Regions from separate parts of the Mus musculus genome. Here region 2 is linked to region 1. Evidence: chromatin contacts called from public Hi-C data. All regions are on one chromosome and are shown on one strand. Each heading gives the region's core, a stretch centred on a gene start, on an enhancer-like site or on the middle of the called end of the contact. The rest is flanking DNA. Distances are from core to core; before and after follow the strand shown. Region 1 overlaps Dscam (DS cell adhesion molecule). Region 2 has its middle 68 kb from the start of Bace2.

The links. A called contact is a pair of places that touch in the nucleus more often than the background predicts.
Region 2: a Hi-C map of the C2C12 cell line shows a contact between it and region 1, with 5 times the contacts expected there. The contact joins two enhancer-like sites. A contact is called at or near these places in 11 of 484 Hi-C or Micro-C datasets (the C2C12 cell line, adipose-derived mesenchymal stem cells, cortical neurons and 6 more) and 1 of 115 datasets of contacts at active chromatin or transcription factors (stem cell-derived neural progenitor cells).

Annotation. Positions count from the first base shown.
Region 1 is chr16:97,072,114-97,077,319 of GRCm38.p6, forward strand. The region is part of intron 1 of Dscam (DS cell adhesion molecule); the gene reads right to left. Among named protein-coding and RNA genes, the nearest start is that of Dscam, 96 kb to the right of the region's middle. Within about 2 kb of position 3,223, at least 13 of the 459 cell types and tissues checked have an H3K27ac peak or open chromatin away from gene starts, as enhancers often do. A contact at or near this core is called in the C2C12 cell line and cortical neurons, where this site is marked.
Region 2 is chr16:97,285,712-97,290,917 of GRCm38.p6, forward strand. No RefSeq gene overlaps it. Among named protein-coding and RNA genes, the nearest start is that of Bace2, 68 kb to the right of the region's middle. Within about 2 kb of position 3,105, at least 76 of the 459 cell types and tissues checked have an H3K27ac peak or open chromatin away from gene starts, as enhancers often do. A contact at or near this core is called in the C2C12 cell line and cortical neurons, where this site is marked.

The DNA.
Region 1 (5,206 bases), core at 1,973-4,472:
TGCCATTGCCCCCTCCTCTGTACCTCTGCACCCATTCATCATGGCATTGCACTGGCTTGGCCCAGTGCTGCCCAATGGGCTGTCCTGTCTCCACCCTCCTCTATGCACACTTCCTCTCATTCTTTCCCTCTGAAGCAGCTACAACCAGTCCCATTACATTTCCCCTTGTTCTGGGTAAAAAAGTTTCTGTTTTTCTCCAAGCCCTCTCCCTGCTGTTGCATCTTGGGGCTGCCTTCTATACCTTTCTCTATTCATTCCCCTTTAGCTACAAGGCCCTGATATTACCTCCACCCATTCCTGCAGGTTCACATCTCTGGATCTCTGCACATGCTCTGCCTCTCCATGGGATATTCCTACCACAAAGCTACTTGCTTCCTTCTTTACCTTGTCAAGTCTTTGCTGGGCCTGTCTTTTCAAGGAGTGCCCCTCTTCAGTCACCTAGGCCATAGCACTTGCTCCTATCCTACAGCTTGGGCCCTGCGTTCCACTGTGCACTTTTCCCGTCTAGTCATCTGCTTGCACGATCTGTCTCTACTCCCACCTAAAACGGCTTCCTAAATCAGAGATATTTTAGGTGTCTTTATTCCCTAATATATCCTCTAGGATCTCAATAAATATTTCTTTACCACATGACTGTTGGGGTAAATTCAATTGCATATAATTATATCTCAGTGACAGATGATACTTTAAATTGGTCTTTCCCTGCAGATGATTCATTGTGCCAATTTATGAAGCATTTAGACACTTGCAGAACTTCTTATCCCTTCCAGAGACTCTACACCCACTCTGTCTCTTCTAATCACTTGAATGCTTGGTGTCATAGACTCAGCTGGTTAAGATGCAGTGGGGGAGGGGGTTGGTTATCTGATTATCTTGATTATCCATATGTTCAAACTTCACAGTACAAAGTGTATCCTTTACAGGGTCCTGTGCATCTCTATATGACATCATTCTAACCTCTACTTCTATGAGAGGCTGGCCTCACTCAAAGTGATGCCAGTGCATTAGGAAACTTCATAAGGCTGCAGAATGAGCACCAGGAAACACACAGTGTGCCTAGACAAACACAAAACCTTATGAGAATCTTAGAGCCTTGCCTACAATGTAGTTTGCAAACAGTCAGAGCTATTCTAGCTGCTGAGTTGGGCAAGACTGAATAGCTGCCCTCTGGGGATGTCTCTTATGTGTCAAGACTATGCTATTCTCCTGGTGTCTCTTACAGAGATCTCGGATTACTCTTTTCTTAAATTGAGATGGAAAATCTGCAGGAACTTTGGTCTGGCATTGTTGTAATGACACAGAGCTGGGATTTGGTTCAAGGTCTTCATTTAAGTACATCTTCAATTCTGTGTTTAACCTTAGGCTGTTTGAGAAGAGAGAGAGAGAGAGAGAGAGAGAGAGAGAGAGAGAGAGAGAGAGAGAGAGAACATGCTCAAGGGCCGGCTTAGGAAGGAGGGCAGAGACCACATGCATTTGCATCCTTGCTAAAATCCCCTCCTGACACTATGTTTGGTTATTCTACCAGACATGTCTAACTGCAGGCTCGTGGGCCCCATGCAGCTGAGGTTAGCCACAAATGTAGTTCATGGCAAGATCGTGAACATTCTTAAAATGTTATGAGATTTCTTGGCAATTTGTTTGTAACTAAAGAGCCCACCATGAGCTTTATAGATGATGTCTAACACCAACCGGCTGTCACAGAGACAGAAGAAGCCTGAATACATGCCCAACAGTGCTACAGAATAATTACATAACAGCTAAAGGGTCCAGCAAGTTTGAGGGAAGCCTGTGCTAGACTACAAGTGACATCTTATCTCAAAACAAAACCCAAAAAGAAAATCTGAGATGGCTCATCTGTCTAGTGCTCACCACTTAAGCACCAGTACCTGAGTTCTAACCAATCCCTGCACCCACTCAATGTTGAGTATTCCTTGTTGCGTAACATTGATCTCTGGCTTCCACAGGCAAACACATACACACACACACACACACACACACACACACACACACACAGGCTGCTACTTTCCTTTTTAATCCACTATGTTTACACAAACTAAGGCTCTATAGTATGTTCTTCCACTAGAGCAAATAAAATAAAATAAAATAACATAAAATAAAATAAAATAAAATAAAATGAAGCAAAATAAAATAAAGCAAAATAAAATAAAGCAAAATCTACCAAGGAATGTCTTTGACTCCAGCATTTGTCCCTTTTCTTCTTGTTATTATTGTTCTGTAGAATCTACATTATCTACTTCTGAGTAGGTCTCAGTATTAGAATTATGATCAAGGATGAAAGCAACCAAACCAGGAATCATGCTTTTCAGAGTACCTTCTTCCTCCAGGTCTGAATCCAAAGCAAAAGTATCACACATTCAAAGGCACGGTGGCATCAAAGGTAACTTACAGTCACACTGTGTTTCCTTGGAGAGATCGGATCTCAGTTGGAATTCACTGATTTCGACATATCTGCTGAATCACACAAGTTTATCTAAAGAAGGAAGGATCCTACTACCCTGCCGTGAGGTATCGGAATGGATCTCAAACATCCTCCAGGCAACAGGATACTCCATCAACAACCCTAGAATCTGTGAGATGAGGCATGGGCTGTACTAATCAGAGGCACTGCAGCCACCCAAGACATTTCCTCATACTTAAAACCTCCTTGTCATTCATGGAAGAGGCCAGCTGTCCAGCTCCCCACCCCACCACCCCTATCCCTAACCACACAGGGAAAGCTCATAAAGAAGCCTATTATCCCATGGAAATTTTAGTTGATTTGGATTTGACACATTTGAAGGAATGTGACAGAGACACATCTTTTCAGGAAGGTTGGGTTGGCCTGGAATTCTTCAGAACATGTTTAAGGAAAATACGACTTTTAAAACATTCCCTCACTGATAACTTTTGAAAACCAAATTAAGCTGTACTGCCTGGAAGTAACTACTGGCATATTTCAAATTAAATCAACTCAGGATTACCCATTTTCAAGAGAGAGCAAGAAGATATCACCAGGCACAGTATTTGTAGAACTTTAGTGAAAATCTCTCCTTGAGGAGATAGACAAAACTGAGATGCTACCATAAGGAACCCCTGCGACCCTTCAGGGAATGCCCCAGAGCCAGAGTAGGTATGTGGCCCATCTCTCTCTCCATGGCTATTTGCACGTAAGTGAGATCTGCAGTGAGATATTGTTAGAGTGTTGCTAAGGCAACAGGACTGCAGGAGATGATGAAATAGGAACCAGAATCCACACTGCTCCAGAGCCTATGTCACCAATGTCTCATCTGTATACAAGGGGTGCTTAAAGAATCTTATTGAAAATGCCATGCATACAACTAGCTTAGGTGTTGTGTGGTTCCTCTTCACTGACAAGTCGACAAGATTTAGCATCACCATAGAAACACATCTCTGTGTATGAGGGTATTTTCTGAAAGGTTTAAATGAGCAGAGAAGACCCATACTAAATGTGAGCTAGTCCTTTCCCATGGGCTGGGCTTTGGCCTGAATCAAAAGGAGAAAGCGATCTGAGCACTAATTCATTTCTCTCTGCTGCATGACTACAGATGACCTCACACTCCTGCTACCATGATAGACACACTGCACCACGTGATTTAGAATAGACCTTCCTACCTTAAGCTGCTTTTCGTCAGATATTACATCACATCAACTGGAAAGTAACTGAAAAATACCAGTAGGATTGGTGCTGTTCAATATAAATGCCATCACAACCAGTCTTTAGAAAATTAACCTATGACCCCCCCAGGCCATGAACACAGGATTATTTGCATGGCAGTATATAAAGACTGATTCTATTCAGTTAAAAATGTCAAAATAACAACTAGTTTGACACCTTTGTTTAACATAGAAGGCCAGAAATTTGGAGAATGCCAAAGGCCACATAAAAACACCTCAGTGAGTAGAAAAAATGGTGACTGTTGTTATCTTGAATGTTCTGAAGAAGTTCTCCATGGGAACTGTGAACTACCCCACTGCACTTCTGAAGAGACATGGGACTAGACTGGCTCTTGATTTGTTTTATTTGGCATTCGGCCACCTAAACTACCAGTACAATATTAACAGGAGGTGGTGCTGACTAAATTCTGTAGTACATACTCCTCAGTGTTTTGTGTGAACTCATCTGGTTCATGAAGCAGGAGCATTTCATTTCTTATGGCAGAAGGGAAAGCAGATGCCAGAGAGGGGCACAATATACCTCATGGGAATAGAGAGTGTATGAACTTGCTCGATCACTCTGACAAAACACCACAGAATCTCACGGTTTCAACCACAGAGATGTATTTTCCTTTACTTTTGGCACAGTTTCAAGACCAAAGTATTGCAGTGTGTGTCTGTATGTGTGTGTTTGTGTGTGTGTCTCTGCGTGTGTGTCTGTGTGTATGTCTACATCCTGATCTCCATTCTCATAATTACATAGCAATGTTCAATTAAGACATACCTTAATAATCTCTTTTGATTTGATCACCCCTTTTAAGGTGATCCTCAATATATGCACACTCTAAGGCACCTGAGTTTATGGTTTCAACTTAATGAAATTTGGAGGGAGAAATTTATTCTTTTAACAGAAAGAAACAAAGTCAGTCAAGAACTATTCTGAGATGATGGTAGTGAAATTATGGAGACAGTATGGTGACTCCTCTGTTTGGAAAGACTGAGTGTTTTCACATGGCCCTTTGGACCTTAAGATGTCCATGTGAGGCAGATGTTGCCTTCATGTATGATAGGATGCTCTGCCAATTAGGTCTCCCAGCACTGAAGGCTTTGCAAGGATGTTTCCAATGAACAGGCAAAGTCAAGGGCCTTAGAGCTTGATTCAGCAATGTCTAGGTTCTCATGCTTTCCTAGTAAGATGCAGAGAATAATGAAGATGAGATGCACCCTCAGCTTTAAAATAGACATCATTTCTACGAACTCATCTCCTCAGAGACTCTTCTTCTAGGGGGATGTGAACAAGGGTCCCGCAATTAATTACATGTTAGCTCTCATTCCCAAAATAGCTCATGCAATTATTGAGACAATTTCAAGTGAACATGCTTCGCAAAATAAGTTACTTTTGCCTCTAAACTAGTTTTAATTAACTACATGGATAATAAAACTGGAAGATTCCGGCTCGGATTTGAGATAAAAGTGTAGGAATGATGGCCACAAAACACTTCTGGAGAGACAAGACTGTAGTGAAGGCCAC
Region 2 (5,206 bases), core at 1,855-4,354, 210 kb after region 1:
AAAAACCCTGTCTCAAAACAACAATGTAACCACAGTGCTTGAGGAATGACAGCTAAAGCTGACCTCTGACCTCTACATACATGTGCACTGACCATTTCACATGCACACAAGAAAAAAAAGCAACCTTGTCACATGACATAAATTGTCGATATATACACATGATCATGCTTTGAGAGCCCCCTTCCCACACTCTTGTCTAAACTCATACAAGAACATGACTGCATGGGAGCTTGAAGCCTGGGTGAGAGCCAAGGACATAGCTGGTCCTGGTGCCACCCTTTGTTTCGAACACACTTTATATGTGAGGGGCTGTCACCTCAACATTAGTCATACTTCCCAGTAGGGACTCCACCAGCAGAAATGCTCAATCACTTACGTGCTAACTACAACTACACATCAAGACACAGTATGCTGCCACAACATACCCAGTATAATTGTATCATTCTGATAGCATGATTCACCCCGTTCTTCCCAACAGAAAACAGCTCACCAGCTAATTACTTCACCACCTCCTAGGCAAGAATGCTCACTAGGCCCCCGCCAAGCCTGTAGGCACTCCAGACACAGCTGCTCTGAGCTTCCTCCACAGCCTCCAGGAAAAGTCATGGTGAGTCCGAGGCTCTCCTACTTCAGCAGGGTGAGGAAACGTCTGTGTGCGTATGTGAGAAGCAGAGAAAGGGGGTGCTTTGGGGTCTCGGGCCCCATCCCACCTCCAGGACAACCATCACATCCATCACCCTCACTTTTGACAACCAGAATCTTGAGATGTTGTCAAGAGCATGGGAATTTTAGGTGACGGACATCTAATCTCCCCATGACTTTTCCCGGCAGGCAGAAAAGCCAAGATGGCAGTGAGGCCCTACACACTTAGCCTTTCCATGCAACTGTCTTCAGTCTCTCTGGCCTGGTTCTGGGGTTTCTGCCCCAGGTCACTGGCTCCAGCGTTCTGCTCCACAAACAAAAGTCTCCAGCTTCCACACTTAAAGGCTGTTTTCTTCAAATGTCTCCAAGGGCAAGGCTCTGACTTGATCACTTATTTCAGAACCCTTCCTCCCTGGCCCTCATGTCCAGTACAGCCCTGCCTTCCCCATATTTTCTCCTTCTCCCTGAAGAACACAGAACATGGCATCCCCCACAATTTCTCCGTGTGCTCATGTGTCCTCCCATCTGTTCTCTGTATGCTCTAGGAGGGTGGGTTGCAGCTGCTTCTTCGGCACCTTGGAGAGCATCCAGGGCCCACACAGCATTTGTGCTTGGAGCGAGTTGCTCTCCCAGCTGTGAGTGAGCTCCAGCATCAGGCTCTCTGCTTATCCTTTAATTGTGGGTTACTCCCACTAGACAGAAGTGTGTCTTCCTTCTTGCCCAGAGCCTAAGCATTCTATATGCTTTGGATATGGGAATAGAGGGATGGACAGATGGGTCTATTAGATGGACCTAAATTATGCCTAGGGCTATGCCCTGAGTCAGATGGGGGGAAATTCAGCCATCATTTCAGTGTGCTATATACACACTAACTATGCTGACCACAGACAAATGATAGTTTAAAAAAAAGAAAGAAAGAAAGAAAGAAAGAAAGAAAGAAAGAAAGAAAGAAAGAAAGAAAGGAAGGAAGAAAGAAAGGAAAAGTCCTTGAGTTGGCACATCCCACTTTCTTCTAGGATGTAATTAGCCCTGAAGTTGCTTCCAGTCTGTAAAGCCTTTTATTACTCTGCAATTCTATCTGTCTCCTTCTTCTGCCTTAAACAATAGGTGGAATATCCTGAAGACATTCATAGAGCCTCAAGTCCCACCCTCAAGTCCTAGCCCCACCTGTGCCAGAAAACACAAAGGGCTCAAGTCAAGCCAATTCCCTTATATACCCAACTGTCATACAATGGAAAGTAAATAACAGGCCAACCAACTTTCTCCTGGCCTCGTTCTTAGTTTCCCTCAGACCTCAAGAGGTTCTTAAGAGTCCCAACCCAGCACTCATCCCTGCAGATAATTTAGCTACTATTGCTATATTTATGTCTCAAGTTTCTTGATAATTTAGGGGTCTCCAGCAAAATTTTAGCAATCTTAACTTTCTTTAGCCTAAAAAGACAAAAGGGAGAGAGAAGGAAAGAAGGGGGAAAGAGAGGAGAAGAGGAGGGGAGAAAGAAGAAATAATGGACTAAACTTTATATGTTACTTGAAGAAAAGGAAGGAAAAATAAAGAAAACATCTACAATACTTTAAACGTGGCGAAGAACACTAACAGTCCACACATTTGTATTAGAATTACAGTATTTTCCGTTTAGAGACACGAGACAAGTTAATTGCATAGTTACCACGAAATAAACTACGTGGCAATTACACAGTAACTCCTTTAGAAACTGTAGTAATTACACTGAACTGAGCATTCTAAAATAGAGCCAAGGTACCAAGTTCATACACAATGAGATGCTCAATCTGAGACCAGGCCTTTCTGGGAGAACGCAGTGTAGGCAACAACCTCTGGTGCTGACTTTAAAGATGATGTATTTATAAATATAAACATGTTCCCAGGCAGGGCCCTTAGCACAAGATGTCTTTTCAGCCAATGACAGAGAACTCAGTGAAGGAGTGCCAGGCAAGGAGGAAGTTGACAGCAATGCCTTGTCTGAAGGTGACAATTCTCAAAGAAAAACATGAGCAGTGGAGTTGGAGAGAGAGTGGGGTTTGCTGGCTTAAAATCTGCATAATGTCACTTGTGTTGGGGAAAACAGCTCTGTAGAGCAGTGAGTGGGGACAGTATATTATTTTGTGTAGAACAGTGAGCAAGAACAGTATATTTTACAGCAATTTTGAAGGGAATTAAAGGCCTGTGATGCGGTCAATCCCCCAAAGTTTACCAAGTAGCCACGCTGGTCTCCCTGCTTTCCCCAACCCATTACCCATTCAGCCTGGAAAGGGGCAGAGCATGAAATATGAATAAGCAGGGAGGCCCAACCTCAAGCAATTTGTAAAAAGAGAGAGTCAGGGCTGCTGCAGCCCTGATTATTTTGAGGCCTCTTCCTGACCACAGGGCAGCCGTGCCTATCATAGGGGTTACCCCCCCCAGAAGGAGCAGAGTACGTTTTGGCAAGAGCCTTTAATCGCTCCCTCAGCATGACTCAGCTTCCTTCCCACATGCCAGACAGGATCCACCGTGAAGCCCCACTCTCTTTCTCCATTCCCAGGTCTGGGAGTTGGCTGCAACCCAGGGTGGAGATGATGACAAAAGACGACGACGTCAGGACTGGATTTAGCACCAGCTGCCAAGGCCTTTGTGAATTTAATTTTGGAGGCATCTCTTTGCCGAGCTGATGCCAAGCTATAGCTGATGAGCACCAGAGGAGAAAAAAAAATGAGATTAGAGGTGGGTGAAACCAGACAGAATGGATGTGAGCAGGGTGGAGTTCTGATAGCATTTCATTTAGACCTTGTGTGTGAAAGCCAGCTGGCTCCAAACGGGAGTGAGAAAGGGGGGGTCTCGTGCAAAGGTGGTTCTGTTAAACCTTGACCCAAGCACTGACTGACTATGGCAGGGAGACACTAAGTCCACTGTTTACAGAGCTCTGAGATCCCCACTGAGCCGAGCCATCAAGTGGAGCACCATGTCTCACTTCCTTGTCATAGCCTTCAGTGACAAACTTCCTCAGGTAAAGCCACACCTCCTCCTAAACCTCTCAGAACAGCAGCCCTAGCTGGGGACTGAGTATTCAAGTACCTAAAACTGTGGGGTGAATCTCATTAAAGTTGCCACAGTTGTATCGTCTTCCCTATCTGCAGAGGTGAGCAAGAGACAGGGAGCCACTGAGAATTCTGAAGATTCATAGTTCAAACACTCATGCACCATGATGACCTTGGTCCAGGTCAGTCTGAATAGTGCTCTGAGGTAGCCCGGCACAGACCTGCCTATGGGATGCGGGGGACCAAGGCCTCCTGGAGCAAACACAGATGCTTGCAGTTCTAGATGTGAGTTCTCAGCTTCCTGCTCCTGCCCATGTATCTTCACTCTACCATCACAGATACTAACCATTTAGAACCATAAACCCAAATAAACTCTTTCTTCTATACCTTGCCTTGGTCATAGTGTTTTATCACAGCAATAGAAAAAATAACTAAGGTAACAACCTCCCTGGAGGGCTCAAAAATGAGAGCATGCTCTTACTGGGGCTGACTATGAGTACAGGGACACTGGTCAGTGGGACTGTGGCTACCTATAGGGGGAGGCTCAGTCCAGGGAAGGCTGAGGAACACAGATAGAGACTGAGAGAGCAGGATTAGAGCCTCCATGCTAGAGATGAGCCCCTGTCTGCTCTCAGAGTAGGTGAGGGCATTGCTCGTAGGGCTTTGTTGTACCTTTGAAGGAACAAGTAGATCTCAGCTGATAGTAACCCACTTTTGCAAAGAGACACATCTGACAAAGGGAAGCCTGGGAAATGTGCACACACACACACATACATACACACACACTCACACACACACACACATACACACACACACACATTCAAGAAGCACCTCTCCCACTCTCTAGTTCTCTGTCCTTTCTCAGCAACAACCTTAATACATTTTGAAAAACAATGAGAACTTATAGCCCAGGTGACATTGCAGGGTACAGTCTGCAGGTCTGCAGGGTTGTATTAAGCACACATACACTGGGGGTGCTCAGGGCACCATCTCTGTGTGAACAGTTTGCATAGTGTCCTTTCCTGAGATGCCATTCAAAGAACGCAAGGCTCAGTCTTGGGTGACATCTCCCTATCTCCCACCAGAGGTCTCTAGTTGTCTTGTTGTATTTAAGATTATTTTATTTATATTTATGTATATGGAGGGTGTTGCCTAGAGGGGTCAGAGGAAAGAGTCAGATCATCTAGAGATGGAGTCTCAGGCAACTGTGAGCCTCCAGACATGGGTGCTGGGAACCAAATCTGAAAAAAAAAAAAAACCAACAAAACACAGCAGTGTTCTTAACCACTGAGCCAGCTTCCAGCCACCTCAGGAAACTGTTTTTGATTCTGTGTGTTTTTGATGCCTAAGAGTATTCTGGATGAGAGGGCATGGGTTTACATCTGGGTCCTCTAGTCTATTCCATGTGACTTTCTGTATTTATGTTGGTAACATGGTGGCTTTGTCCCTGTGTCTTTAAATTCGGTGCTGTGTTACCTCCAGCTCTGCTCCATTTAAAGACTGAAGCTATGTTCCCATTACTCAACCTGTATAA